Regions from separate parts of the Drosophila melanogaster genome. Here region 1 is linked to region 2. Evidence: chromatin contacts called from public Hi-C data. All regions are on one chromosome and are shown on one strand. The core of a region is the stretch at or near the end of the contact, and the rest is flanking DNA. Distances in the headings are between cores, read along the strand shown.

Region 1 (6,905 bases), core at 1,275-3,774, 75 kb before region 2:
CTTTCGCGAGAAGGGCTTTTTGCACACCTCGCACGTGTACATCTTTTGTCCAGAATGGGATACTAAGTGCCGGGACAGGTGCTCTTTGCGGCTGAAGGTCTTGTCGCAACCCTCTTCCGAACACTTAAAGGGTCGCAGGCCCGCGTGCAGCTTAACGTGTTGGGTGAGGTGTTCTTTCTTTTTAAATTCACGCTTACAGGTGGGGCATATGAGGCCAGAAGTTGTGGGCGCTTCGCTCCCAGAATGGGTCGCGTTCTGTCCTTCCTGCTGTGGAGAAGGAAGGATCTGCTGCGGCGGTCGCGCTGCTTTAACTTTCTGCCCTGAAGTGTCCTGGTTCTCAGGAGGCTTGCGTACGATCTTTTTATGCTGCGCCGCCAGCGGAGGTGGTTGTGCTTGGCTTAGGGCGGGAACGGACACAGGAATCGGCTGTGAAGCAGGAGTTGGGGATGTAGTAGAGGGCTTACTTTGCGCCTTTGGCGCTGTCTGCATTGAGATTCGACTGATTGTGATATTCTGTTTGTTCAGCATGGGCAGTTTGGCGGGATTAGATGTGGGAGCTGGTGCCGGCAAAGAAGCAGGCTGCTTGGGCACCTTGGTGATCGTTGTATTCGAGGAGAGCCGCTGCATGGCTGCTTGATTTGCTGATGTCGCTGTCGGGGCGCCTGACGCAGAGAGTCCTGCGGTCTGCTGTTGCTTCACCTGCGGTTGTGGCTTTGTCTGGGTTATCAATCGCTTGAACTCGTTGGTGGACGTGCCATTGCTTCCACCTGAGGACGGCCCCACAGTAGTTTTGCTCTTTGGCGATGGCATCGGTTTTTGCTTTGGAGAAGGCGTTTTAAAAGTGGGGGCTTTCTTGCTGCTAGTGGGCGTGGTGGGAGTCGGTGGAATATTGGTCACATTCCGTATCACCAACTGCGAATTGGTGGTGCTGGTATGTGGAGATCTAATAATTTGCTGAGAGGTCACTTGTGCCGTATTTGGAAGTTGGGTAAGCGGTTGTTGCGGCGCCAGAAATTGATTTTGCGTCACCGTAGTGCCCTGGAAGGCGCTTCCTGGATTGCCCAATGTTTGCGGTGTCAGTTGCAGAGTAGCCGGAATTGATGTTGGTGTCAGCTGCATGATTGGCTGGCCATCCGCAGTGGCCAGCTGAGGCTGAAGTTTCATCTGTACTTGGTATGTCGTGGGCAACACTAGGTTCTTGGTGTCTATGTGCGCCACGATCTGCTGATCCGAATTCTCGTCCCGAATGGTGATAGGCAGAAAGCACTTGTTTGGTGACAGCAGGTTGGTTGTCGACTGCGGACCCGCCAGGCTGGAGAGCAGGGCAGCAGCATTTAGCTGCGTCTGGGCAGGAACTGTCCCTGCACTTGTCACTCCTCCGCTACCTGGCATCAACTGCAGCTGTATTTGCGGCTGACTGCCACCGAATTGCGGCATTGAAGTGGTGAACTGGGGCGCTGTAGGCGAAGAGAGCACAAAGTTCAACTTTGGCTTTTTACTGTCGCCAGAACTTGACGTATCATCCTGAGCGACGGAGTACTGTGTGGTAGCCTGCAGCTGGTTGGTCAGTTGCTGTAGTTGTTGCTGAAGCTGAAGTTGTTGAATCTGCTGCCACAAAGGCTGCAGTTGATCGCCTAGCTGCGGTTGTAACTGCAACTGAGTAGGGTTTATGGTAGGCGTTACTGTCTGGGACTGCAGAGAATGTTGCTGCTGGGGCTTGGCAGGCGATATGGGCTCCTTTTTCCCCAGCGGCGTTATCTTGATGTCAGGCTTGAGGCGTATAAACTCTTCCAAAGCACTAAGTGGATAGAATGTTATTGAGATGATTTTCATGAAAGTGAATTCCCACTCACGTCTGTCTTTCGCTTTTTATTTGAACTTCCGGCATAGCTTGATGCTGCTGCTGCTGCTGCTGTACCCCGTTGTCCATCGTTATGGTGTACTGCTGCTGGGGCTGCATGTTTACCGCCTGGATTATGCTGTTCAAGAGATTTCCGGACTGCTGAGCTCCATTAGGAACTGGTGGAGCTGACTGCGCCACACTGAGGCTCTTCCCAGTTTCATCGACCGCATCCCGAATGTATAGCTTGTCGCTGCTTGGCGCCGGGCGAATATTGAGACAGTTGTTTAGCATGGTCTGTGAGTTACGGCAAGTGGCGCGAAGTCCGTGGATTTGCTCCACCAACTGCACACACTGGGCGCACACCACTTTGGGCAAGCGATCCTTTTCATCGATCTGCAAGAAGTATGGGTTTGTTAGCCAAAAGTAATGGGAGATTGATGCACTAGCACGACCTGCAGTGAGAGACACTCGAGTATCTTTTGGCTCAGATTCTTGGCGCGTCCCTCGGGTGAGTAGATGTTCGTCTTGTGATCGCTGCTGTCCGTGCAGATGCGACACAGGTCGTAGTAGTTAATGCAGCGAACGTTGCTTCCGGCCGCAGCCATTTTTCCGGTGGCTCAGTGGTTTTCGAAATGCTATTTATGTTTAGTGTATTGCACATGCAAATATTTGTTGTCTTTTCTTCGACTGAACGACGCTTAGTGGTGACACTGCGCGAATACATTGCAGCTCGGCGTGATTGGCAATAACTATCGGTAAATTATAATATAAATGAAAGGAACGACATTATGTTTACCCTGCCTTATAACCTTTAACCGAGGAAATTCCACAAACTTCTTAATTTATTTCATTCTAATAACTTATTCATTCTAATTCCCAACTAAGCGAAGTAAGTACTTACAGGGTAGCTATCGATATAAGCAACGAAACTTCCACCTATAGTTTCGTATCAACGTTATAATTATCGATAACTACTGTGCACCCAAGGGATTTACCCAACTCGAACTAACGGTCATACTGCGTCGGCCATTTGTCATTGTGAGCGTGACAAAAATAAGTTCTCTGAAAATCGAAATAGATCGAAGCGTCTGATTTAAACTGGAGAAAATGGGATCACGCAACGAGTGCCGTATATATGTGGGCAACCTTCCCCCAGATATACGCACCAAGGATATCCAGGACCTGTTCCACAAGTTCGGCAAAGTAACTTTCGTCGATCTGAAAAATCGGCGTGGGCCGCCATTTGCTTTTGTTGAGTTCGAAGATGCGCGGTGAGTAATGCGAATACACACAGCTGGCCCAGCGCCCCGGCTAAGACACCCAACTAATTCGCGACAACTGCTTCTCTTCCTTCCTTGACCATGGTCCATATCCTCCGGCTGCCTCTTGGCCCAATTTAGGGATGCCGACGATGCGGTGAAGGCGCGCGACGGCTACGACTACGATGGGTATCGTCTGCGCGTGGAGTTCCCGCGGGGCGGTGGTCCTGGAAGCTACCGCGGCGGCAACCGCAATGACCGAAGCCGCGACGGTGGGGGACGGATGGGCGGACGCGGACCGCCAGCCAAGCGCTCGCAGTACCGCGTCATGGTTACTGGACTGCCCGCCTCCGGATCGTGGCAAGATCTCAAGGATCACATGCGCGAGGCCGGCGACGTCTGCTTCGCGGACACTTACAAGGATGGTTCCGGCGTCGTTGAGTTCCTGCGCCACGAGGACATGAAGTACGCAATCAAAAAATTGGACGACTCTCGCTTCCGATCGCATGAGGTATGTAAATTGTCCAGTTCCAACTTTGTAAAATTCAAATGTATTCGGGTTTCAAGGTAGAGAATTTACTTTTGCATTTATTTTGTCAGCATACATTATTCACAGGCTGGAATAATTAAATATGATTTCAGGAATAACATTAAGTTATATTGGTGTAGATGCTTACACTTACGCCCTTAAATGTGTCAATTTGATAAACATCTAGTTCACATTCCTGTTTACATTTTGAAAAATAGTTTGGCGACATTATTCAAATGATATTAATATTTTTATTGTCTTTAGGGCGAGGTTGCCTACATTCGCGTACGCGAGGATAGCGGTGATAACGACAGAGGCGGTGGTGGTGGCGGCAGCGGTGGAGGTGGTGGCGGCAGCGGCGGAGGTGGAAGCCGTGACTACCGCGACAGGTAAACCAAATATTACCACAGTTCATTTTTCAATATTTATTCTATGAATCCCTCCACAGATCCCGTTCGCGCTCATTCTCGTCGAGGCCGCGCCGTCGTGGCACTCCCACATACTCCCCAGTGCGACGTCAATCTTATTCCAGGTCTCGCTCACGTTCTAACTATTAAACACAACCAAGCATTATCCATTAATCTATAATATTTTAATGAGCAGGAAACAGGAAAAGCAAGCTATATTAGGAAATACCAATCAATATTTGTTCAAGACCCCTCAAATACCCCAATTGTAAATTGATTTGTAAAATGAAATCAACGACCAATCAAGTTTGTTCAGTCAAGTTCCGAACTCTCACCGAAGCCAACATACTTAAAAAAGAAAAACACTTGCTTTTCCAACTTATCACACGTTCTAAGAAGCAGAAATGTTCTCTTAAGTTATAATCCACCGGGCAAAATTTGACAAAAACAGTTCTAAAATGACAACTGTAAACCAAGGAATTCTCTTTGGCCAAAAGCACTCGGCATTCCTTGATTTGCTTTTGATTATCTTTTGAGCCTTTGCTCAGTCTGCTTCCTACATATTATATTATAACTCTTATTTTGGCTGCACGTTTTCCAAGCTAATTTATTAGAATCTACCTTAACGAAAACAAGAAACATCGATACAGAATAAATATGTTTGTAATGAGATAAAGAAAAGAAACAGAAATCCGAACACAACGCAATGTCAACCACATTGATAAGCAAACTATTAATACTTTAATTTTTATTTTCTTCTCTTCCCCATTTTGCGCGTTTATGTTTGGAGAGTGATGAGGATGTGGAGGATGAGGATTAATGGATGTGGAGGAGGATATTTTGATGTTGATTTTGGCGTGGATTGGATAAATTTGGATTGAATTTAGTGGAGGCAGGACCTGTCTATAGATCTTATAAATATGAAAATATTTATTTGATTGTAATCAGGATTGGATTTGGATTTAGGATTGTTCTGAGCCCTTCGCTAGGACAACGTGGGATGCAGTGTCCCATGGCTAACTCGCACCTCGGAGGAGGAGGAGACAGGAATTTCGCATTGTTGAAGGATTTTATGTGTGAACTTTGGTCGTGTTCAGGTTAACGGATGTTTGGAGGAGGAGAATGTCGATGGCATCGTTGACGGTGAGGAACACTTGCGTTGCCCTTGGACAGGACTAAATCATACAGTTTCGGACTCGGCCGCATCTCTTCGAGCCTCGCCCCTTCTTCGGCATCTGCCTAACGGTCGGGATTAGGATTCGCTTGGACAGGCTCACACGCTTTGTTGTCGCCTTCTTTGGATCGCACTTCAGAAACTAGCTCACCCAGGGAACCGCGTATTTCGTGGCCTTCGCGCCCCTGTCGTTGTCATTTCACGGATTTGCTGTGCATCATCCAACGTTGACTTGCGCCCAACGCTGGATAGTGGATAGTGGTTCTTGGTCTGGTCCGATCCGATGCGTTCCGGTCTCCCTCTGTCTCGCCTCTCTGTGGTATGTTAGATTGCCACATCAAATTTAACTTTTAATTTGCGTTATTTAGTTTATAATTTATATACTCTTTACCCAAATCTTTCGTCTCCATTGATATTGTTGCCTCTGAAATGTGGCGATTGTCGCGTGTGCGTTTTGTTTTTCATTTTTTTTGAATAGAAGGGCGAAAATTCATAGGCCCCGACTATAGCCCACACCCGCATCATTTGCATGAACTTTCGTTAACCTAATAAAAAGTAATACCACAGCAATTTTGGAACAGAACAGTTCTCTCGTTCTCCTTGCTTATCGATCAACATATAAGCCATAGTTCTAACATATTTTTGAAATGAAATACACATTTACAATAAATATTCATAAAAATTAAGAAAAATGTCATGCTTTTAATACAACATTATAAGATGGGTGCAATCAAATACTTTTAGCAATTTATCTTGCTGAGATTATGAGCTTAAAATTAGACTGCTAGACTCGTGTAGCAGGTATTTGTGTTTATGGGATGTTCCTGTACTTATGAAGATTACAAATTAAGTTTGCTTGTATTATCTGCAGGAAAGACTTCTGTTCTGGATTTCACAACCTTTGCATTCCGAATCAATTTTAAACTTCCCGCTTATGGATTTTTACAGAGGACTGTTATTAGGGCAATGATGACCGTATTGTTTTAACGCAAAATACCAGATTTCTCTGTGCGAAAAACGATTTTTGGTCACTTTGCAGCACGGCCACACTGGCAAACAAACTATATAAGCAACACGCGCATTTTGTTGTTGGGTTTTTCAAAAAATATTCACCAGCTGTTCGGACGCGCGTGGGAACTGCTCTGTGTTTGTTGTTTTTTATAATTTCGAACGGAACGAACTGGTCGCATACGGATTTTAATTTATATTTACGTACTAAGCTAACGCGCGCTGTAAAATAAAAGTAGCGTAGAATTTCTAAACCAACCATCTGACACGAGAAAAGTGCGCCAAAAGTTCGGAAAACCCGTAGAAACCCTGTTGAAAGTACGAATTGCATGTCAAAATTGCTAACCCACGTAATAATGAATAACAAATAATTCGGAAAGTGCAATTTCGTGGGCAGTCTTTCGACAGCTGAAGGAGAAGATATCGGCCCAGATAGCCGGCCCTTCGTTTATGAATTGTGTTTTGTGGCGGTGTATCCAGCTTATCTCCGCCTTGTTCGGCTCCAGTTTTATTGAACTCTACCGGATCGGACGGTACTACCCATCTGGGGATAGTCAGTGGGACTGAGGAAGCTATTAATCGATCGCGATTGTACAACCAATTACCGGGTTTATCACCTAATTCGAAGCCGCTCGGCACGACGCGAACTATAAATAGAAGCTGAAGTGTCCAAATAATCGGTAGA
Region 2 (7,271 bases), core at 1,779-4,278:
CCGCAGCCCGTTCTCCCACAGGCGCTTCTGGTAGAAAACCGCATCCTGGCAAGCAGCATTCAGCGTGTGGTAATCCAGCTCGGGCAAAGCGGCAAGTGGCCCACTGAACTTGGTGCACTGCGTGCTCTTAAAACTGCATTTCTTATCGAAATTGGCGAAAAGTTGGAAGCGCAGTGCCGGCTTCATTGGGTGATGTCCGCCGACGGTCTGCTCGTACTCAAGCAAGGTTACTGCTTCCTTATAGAGCTGGCACACAACAAGGAGCTGGCGCTGCTGAAGCAGGAAGTTACTGAGCGTGGCATAACTACATATATAGACAATGCAGCCAGTCGTTCCTTAGAGCGTCAACATTATATTCTACCCAAAGTAAGTGGGGCTCTACATTCGCTTCATCAAACTTACAGCGCATTTGGTTCCACTGTGCTGTTGGCCAAGCGCTGGCTGGCCACACAACTGCTGGACGATGGCTTGTGGCCTGATATGGCTACTGAGCTACTGGTGGCGCATCTCTTTCAGCAGCGGTATGCACCGCAGTCCATAGCGGCACCTCAAACTGGATTCATACGTTTCCTGCAGCTGCTTTCCCATAGCGATTTTAATGGCGAACTCTTCCTGCTAAACTTCAACAATAGCTGGCAGGGTAAGTTCTTTGTTACCACTCCATAATGTTATAAAATAATTCAACTTTACGTTCTCAAGAACAACAAATTGCCGATCTGGAGCACAACTACCGCAGCAACCGTCAAAGTTATCCTCCTTTGGCTGTGGCCACCTCTTACGATATGCAGCATGCCGGACGATTGTGGACCTCGGATCAGTCACCCAGTCAACGGGTGCTTGGACATGTGACGCGACTGGCCCGCCATGCGCTCGAGATTATTGAAACCAGCCTGATGTCGAAAGATCTGAGGTTTGTGCGGCCGGCCCAATTATTTCGAGCTTCCAACGAGGGATACGATCTGGTTATCCAATTTAAGCCAGATCTCGTGCCGAATTCCTTAAGCTACGATCTGGGGTCACCATTTGTTTCATTTAGCCAGCCAAACTTTAGCTTGCCCCGCGCAGGATCAGATTACATTGCTCGAATTGTGGGACTACTAAGAGTAAGATGTTATAAAGCAGCCAGCTTTGTATTTGAAAATTCTCATTTCCCTTCTTTTTTCCGCTAGTCTGCATACTCCGACTTTGCTGCGTTCTTTTACAATCCGCACGGAGGCAAGGAACTGGGCATTGTATGGCGGCCACCAACGGAATTCGCTGCAAAGCCATTTAAGGTCACAGAGCTGCAGGCATGCAGTCCTTGTGGTAATAAAAAGGTTCAAGTTCTCAAGGAAACACTGCTCGAGGACTTCAAACTCTTACTGAAAGATTTCTACCTGCGCATCGCCACACCAGAGGAGCTCAAACGGGAACAGCGCGAGCATCAGAAGCCCATGCGGTACTTTGATGCCAACAAGGCAGAGGAGGAGTCGAAGCCAAAGCCGAAAAAGCATAGGCAACGCAAGGGCACCGGGAAAAAAGCACTACCCAAAAGGAAACGCCTAATAAAAAGCTCAACCCTTAAGGTCTTGAAATAGTTATAGAAATATGTAGCTAAACCGTTACTAAGTTAAAAAAATAGCTTTAATTTTGGTTTAAAAAAAAATGGCATATAGCAGCATAAGAAATCGCGAAAAACGGTGATATAAAAACTATAGCATTACTGATGTTTACTTATGGACGCGTTTTGACTGAGCTCCTGCTGAAGTATTTCGTGATCAGGATTGAGATTCGTCCAACCCGTATGTTTGGAGACTGATGGCTTGGAGACTTGAGCTCGCGGATAGGGATTTTGGCCCAACGGTATCGTTCTATAGAAATGAGGTTCCACATGAGGTTCAAAGTTATTAACCTGGGTGCAGAGATCAAAGCGGATATGTCTAGATGTGCAAGGCTGCTCCTGTGGTGGTACGGGCGACTGAACTTGAGGTTGCATTGGTACTATCAACGTCTGATCCGTGCAGGTCGGTTGTGACTTACAGTGCTGACAGGTGCTTTCCACCGATGAAGTGTAATCACATTCAGCTGATGTGTAAGACTCTGCTGAGGTCGTTTCAAATAGGTCGCTATATGTACCGCACCCGGTGGAGTTTGTGTTGCGCTGAGCCTGGCATCTCGAGTTAGCGGGCTCGTTCTTCATATAGGTATTTTCACTGAGACAGCTCTGAGTTTGGCAACCCACATTCTGTGGAGCCTTCACAATAGAAGTTCTAGTTGGGGTGGCGGTGTCCTTCGTTTGGCAACTCGCATTCCGAGGCATCTCGCGCTCCACAGTTGTCTGCGTTTTGGCAAACATTTGAGTTTGACAGCTCGAGTGCTGCGTCTCGCACTTGGGGCAGTGCTGGCATCCAGTGTTTGTCATCAACCCGGATGTCGAGGTGCCGGCATCGTAGCAAAGTGGTAAACGGTGTTCAGATCCCGACTTTTTCTTTGACCAAACCAATTGAGTAGACACACTTGCAACTGTCTTCAGCGGGTTCGAGGTTTCCTGTAGAAAAAGACATGTATCATTGGTCGACTTTGCAGGGTTCACATCCTCTTCGATGTCCATTCGCATACAGACCCTTTTGTCAGAAGCATTGCGGAGAAGATCATCCAAAGTGCAGAAGTGCGTGGTGTTTGGCGGGGGGAAATAAACCGCACCTGGCGAAGAAGTATCCAAGGGAAGAAACTGCCCGTTGGGTCCTACACGACTGTAGCTTATCACTCGCGTGTCTTCCACACGACGAATGTCCTGCTGGGTGAGCACAATAATCTCATTGCCAACCATTATGGGAACTTACCGAAGAAAAGTTAGTCAATACTCTGCATATTACAATAATCAATATCGATGCTCACTGTGAACAGGTGGTGCCCCCTCCTCCGCTACCTGCATCACTTTTCTCGTGTTAAAATTGTTCGCCATTGCCAAAGATTACACAAATTTTGGAAAATATTATCAAATTCGATCTGAGAATTTAGCGTTTGAATACAATTTTTTCTATAAAACACCAAAGGAGAAAACGATATTTTGATTGGCCACAAATTTGACAATTTGACAATTTCGAAATTTTAAATTCAATAGTTAAATCCGTTTAATAAATAAACGAATTTTATTTATAATTATATTCTGGGTACTTTTCGTTTTTATTACCGTGCCAAAGATCACAATCACAAGTTAAAAAAAACTCATTGGCCCATGTTTATATTTTCTTAAGTTAAACAAACAGTTTGAATCATAAACTAATCCAATTTGAGGCAGCTTAAATAGAGGAATTATAATGTCGTCTTCCACAGTAATGTTGTCCCAGTCTTAAAGAAGCGATTATACGAAACTCAGAAAAATACTTCATTTTACATTCAAATTAATTCCTATTAAGCCGTACACTAAGCATTGTTTAAGGAAATGATTATGTTTCTTTTATATATATATATACTACAGTCCCAGCTTAAATTCGGCGTTCTCCGTGCCATTTTAACTACGTACGGATTCCTCCTTAACATTGGGCGTAATACTGGCCCCCGTCGTAACTGTGTCTTTGTCCTTGGTACCAAAATCCGGATACAGCTTGGCCACTTGACCCAACGGAGTGCAAAGGCGTCCCGAGAAATCCAATCGTTTGTTGGACTGGCTTCGCTCTGCTGAGGATATAATATCTAGCAGGGATCTGGGGACAAATATTGCGCGAATTAAGGACTCTATCAAGAAATACATACATACGACATACCTTTGCCCACAACTAGACATGCGACGCTTGCTCGCCTTGAGAAGGCTATTGGAGCTGCTGCTGCCACTAGCACCGACGCTACTGATGGGCTCCAGCCGTTCGGGAGAGAGTGGGGATTCCGTGTAGGTGCGCAGGAGACTTGCTCCAGGTTCCGACTTCAGCGGGGCATCGCCGTATGCGGCTCGCAAACTCTGTAGGCTTTCCAGCAGATTTTTATGGTGCATTGTGGTGGCATTTAGTTGAATTAATTGCTCCAGTTCCCTGTACAGCAAGCGGTACTGGTCTTTGGCCTTGGAAAGCTTTAGTCTGAAATGAGTTAATTAAATATAAAAAATTGAAAATATATAAAAGATATCTATAAATTGCTTACCTTGCTCCATTGGTGTGGGTAAATGGTAGGACATCGCCACGCGAGGCGCTTTTGTACAGCTCGTGAATGTGCTGCTGGCACCGCACCTCGTCCTGCTTATCCATGTCTTCCTTCACTAAAAGATGGAGAAAATGCGGAAGCCAACTGATGTGTCGCTGTAGATGGAACAGAATCGAAGAGCTGGTGGTCAGGGGGAAGTAGCGAGGCAACCGGCGCGTCAAGGGCGGAGCAGATGGATCCTTAACCTTGAGCGGAACCACGCGCGACATCTTGATCAGTTGACCAAGTTCGGCGGTGCGATAGTCCGAGACACGTCCTCCGGGGCCATCAGTAATTGATGGAGCCTCATCCATGCAGGAGCGCGTGATGCACAGGGAGTGCACAAAGATCTCGCCACCGCGTGCAGAAAGCATATGGCTGGTGGCCTTTGAGCCGGTCTTGCGCGGCATTTCCAGCAAGACTGAACGTCCGTTAAGCAGAAAGTTAATCAAGCAAGAACTGGGCCGCGAGGTGACGTCCACCGGTGTCACGAGGAACTGACCCAGACAGGGCTGTAGATCTGCAGAGCCGCAACCGCGCGGTGTGCACCACTTAAGAGTCACTGTTTCGTATGTGGCACCTTGCTTGATGCTCGTGGGTAGACTGAAATCTGGGCCACAGGTGATGGAGTGGGCCCTTCGGCTGTGCAGGATTTCCACATCGTAGTTGGCGCTGGAGTTGGCGTTCTGCTCCTCTTTCATGGGTATGTTAGTCACCGTGGTACTAGCTAGGTCGTAATGGTTCAGTATGAGGTGCGTCAGCTTATAGGAAATATCCGGGGCACTGACTGTGTGGATCTCGACATCAAGCAGCGGCGATATCTTGAGCAGGCTGCGATTGGTAACCAACGATTCAACGCCCAGCGGCACAATGTTGAGGATAACTAGGTGGCAATGGTCGATGACCAGTCCCTTCTTGGAGGGCGGAGCTGCTAGGGTGTTCTGCTGCACCAGCACGGTGTTAAAGATGTCCTCCAGGCTTTTCATGCTGGTATTGTCACGCGCTGAAGTTATGCAGATGACGCGACCCTTGTTGGGAATGCGCGGCAGTTCGTCGGTCCCAAAGTCGGCCATTGCCGCCAACTGCTCATCGGTGGGCTCCGCCAGCGCTTCGATGGCGGCCCGCAGGCCATGGATTACCGAGTAGTCAGAAGATGTGGGTACGTTGCGCGACGGCACGCCCACAATTAGCATTGCGTTCATCACGTGCGCCATATTTTGCGTGCTGGGCCTCCAGGTGTTCACGATATGCGCCGCCGTGTCCGAGACAATAAACCGCACATGCTTTTTGCCGGGAAAGAGATCCCAGACCACGCGGCAGTACTCGATGGAGGATTCGCAGGCGCATGTCCACAGGCTCTTGCTGAATTGGGATCCACCGCTGCCGGTTGCATTTCCCGCCGCTCCTGTTGCGCCGCCGTCTGCAGATGGTTTTCCCTTTAGGAAGTCCATCGAGATGTACTCCTCGCTGGCGATGCTAAAGTATCGGGTGTGGTCCAGCACAAAGATGGTCTTCTGGTTGCGTTCGAACATGGTGGACTCGTGGACAACTTAAATTGCCGGGAAATCAAACAAACGCAAACGTTGAATCCTAATTGTTTACAATCTTTGTTCACCACGAACAGCTGTTTTCGAATTCCAAATTCACCACAGCTAATTTTTTTTTATTTTTTTAAATTTACTAAACTGTGTTAAAAAGCTCTTTTCTCAAATTCAACAAAAAAGCACACATTTAAAAAAAATATATCGATGTATTTATAACTTCATTTCAATTTGTCCGTCTCCAATTTACCGAATCTGGCAGCGCTGCTCAGTAGTAAGAATCACGTTGTTAAGCGAAAGCTGTCTAAATTTCATAATATTTTCTAGATTGTTTTTTTTTCCCATACACTGAGTGAAAAGCGCGAGAAGCGCAAGCCAACATATTAGGAAAATGTCGTGGCTTTTGGGCAGGAACCGCCAACAGCCTCAGCCGGATCAGACCGCCGGCTTTTCGGAAGGAGGAGGAGCTGCCGATCCGGAGGGCAGGACGGCCGGCGAGAAGTCCGGGGATTCGCAACTGAGCCGGGCGGAGCGCAAGGCCATGGAAGCGTACCGCTTCGATTCGTCGGCGCTGGAACGTGCAGCGGATGCTGCCAAAACCCTGGAGCGCTCAAGTAAGAACAAAATTTCATCAGCCAATTGCATAACCGGCATGCGCCACGCTATCACAACGTGCGTATGCGTCAGAGTCCATGTCCATAACCCATGTTAATCTTGTGCAGAACACGCCCGGGAGGCCCTCGAGCTGTCCAAGATGCAGGAGGCCACCCGCCAAACGGAGTACAACACCAAGGTCAAGGAGTACGAAGCCCATATCGAGCAGGCCAAGGTCGAGCAGAAGCGCATCGACCACGAGGAGCGCCGCAAAACTCTCATCGAGGAGACCAAGCAGCAGCAGCAGCGTGCCCAATACCAGGATCAGCTGTCCCGCAAGCGGTATGAGGATCAGCTGTTGCAGCAGCAGCGCGTACAGGAGGAAAACCTGCGCAAGCAGGAGGAGAGCGTCCAGCGTCAAGAGGCCATGCGGCGCCAGACCATCGAGCACGAGATCGAGATGAAGGAGAAGAACCGGCTTAAGCTTCTAGAACACGAACTGCGCGCCAAGGCACGAGTGGATCGCGAGAACCGGGATATTAATTTGGAGAAGATCCGTCTCAAGGCGCAGGAGCATCGAACAACCGTACTGGAGGGCATCAAGTGAGTGATACCCCAAACTAGGCAGGATGAAATAACTGATTTTGTGTTACTTATTCACAGAACCGCTGGTACTGTTATCGGTGCCGGTGCTGAGGCTATGCTTACCGACTGGGACAAGGTGCTGACCGCCGCCGGAGGACTTTCGTTGTTGGCCCTGGGTGTGTACACGGCCAAGGGCGCCACTGGAGTGGTCTCTCGATATGTGGAGGCGCGCATTGGTAAACCTACGTTAGTTGGCGAGACGTCGCGCTTTGCTTTTCTGGACGCCCTTAAGAACCCGCTGCACTACCTGAAGAGGCTGCGCGCCAAGCCGACCGATGCGCTGCAGGGCGTTGTGCTAAATCCGAAGCTGGAGGAACGGCTTCGTGACATTGCCAT

What was found. A called contact is a pair of places that touch in the nucleus more often than the background predicts.
Region 1: a contact with region 2 is called in a Hi-C map of the Kc167 cell line, with 2.3 times the contacts expected there. A contact is called at or near these places in 23 of 107 Hi-C or Micro-C datasets (the D17-c3 cell line, the Kc167 cell line, the ML-DmBG3-c2 cell line and 8 more) and 1 of 7 datasets of targeted methods (the Kc167 cell line).

Annotation. Positions count from the first base shown.
Region 1 is chr3R:16,337,937-16,344,841 of dm6, reverse strand. pad (poils au dos) reads right to left here and starts at 2,524. Exons shown (of 5, transcript NM_142277.3): 1 at 2,296-2,524; 2 at 1,854-2,236; 3 at 1-1,798. The coding sequence starts at 2,448. SF2 (Splicing factor 2) reads left to right here and starts at 2,854. Exons shown (of 4, transcript NM_001260210.2): 1 at 2,854-3,114; 2 at 3,244-3,613; 3 at 3,896-4,020; 4 at 4,080-5,899. The coding sequence starts at 2,951. The coding sequence ends at 4,188. Sulf1 (Sulfated) reads left to right here and starts at 5,267. Exons shown (of 10, transcript NM_001275698.1): 1 at 5,267-5,531.
Region 2 is chr3R:16,262,769-16,270,039 of dm6, reverse strand. It overlaps Mst89B, which reads right to left and starts at 3,028. Exons shown (of 3, transcript NM_142272.2): 1 at 2,878-3,028; 2 at 2,603-2,817; 3 at 1,607-2,527. The coding sequence starts at 2,944. The coding sequence ends at 1,700. asun (asunder) reads right to left here and starts at 5,769. Exons shown (of 3, transcript NM_079655.4): 1 at 4,117-5,769; 2 at 3,747-4,052; 3 at 3,149-3,686. The coding sequence starts at 5,687. The coding sequence ends at 3,494. bor (belphegor) reads left to right here and starts at 5,925. Exons shown (of 6, transcript NM_001260206.1): 1 at 5,925-5,970; 2 at 6,024-6,310; 3 at 6,419-6,893; 4 at 6,954-7,271. The coding sequence starts at 6,088. It overlaps Mat89Ba (Maternal transcript 89Ba), which reads left to right. Exons shown (of 6, transcript NM_142273.4): 4 at 1-640; 5 at 700-1,103; 6 at 1,170-1,711. The coding sequence ends at 1,577.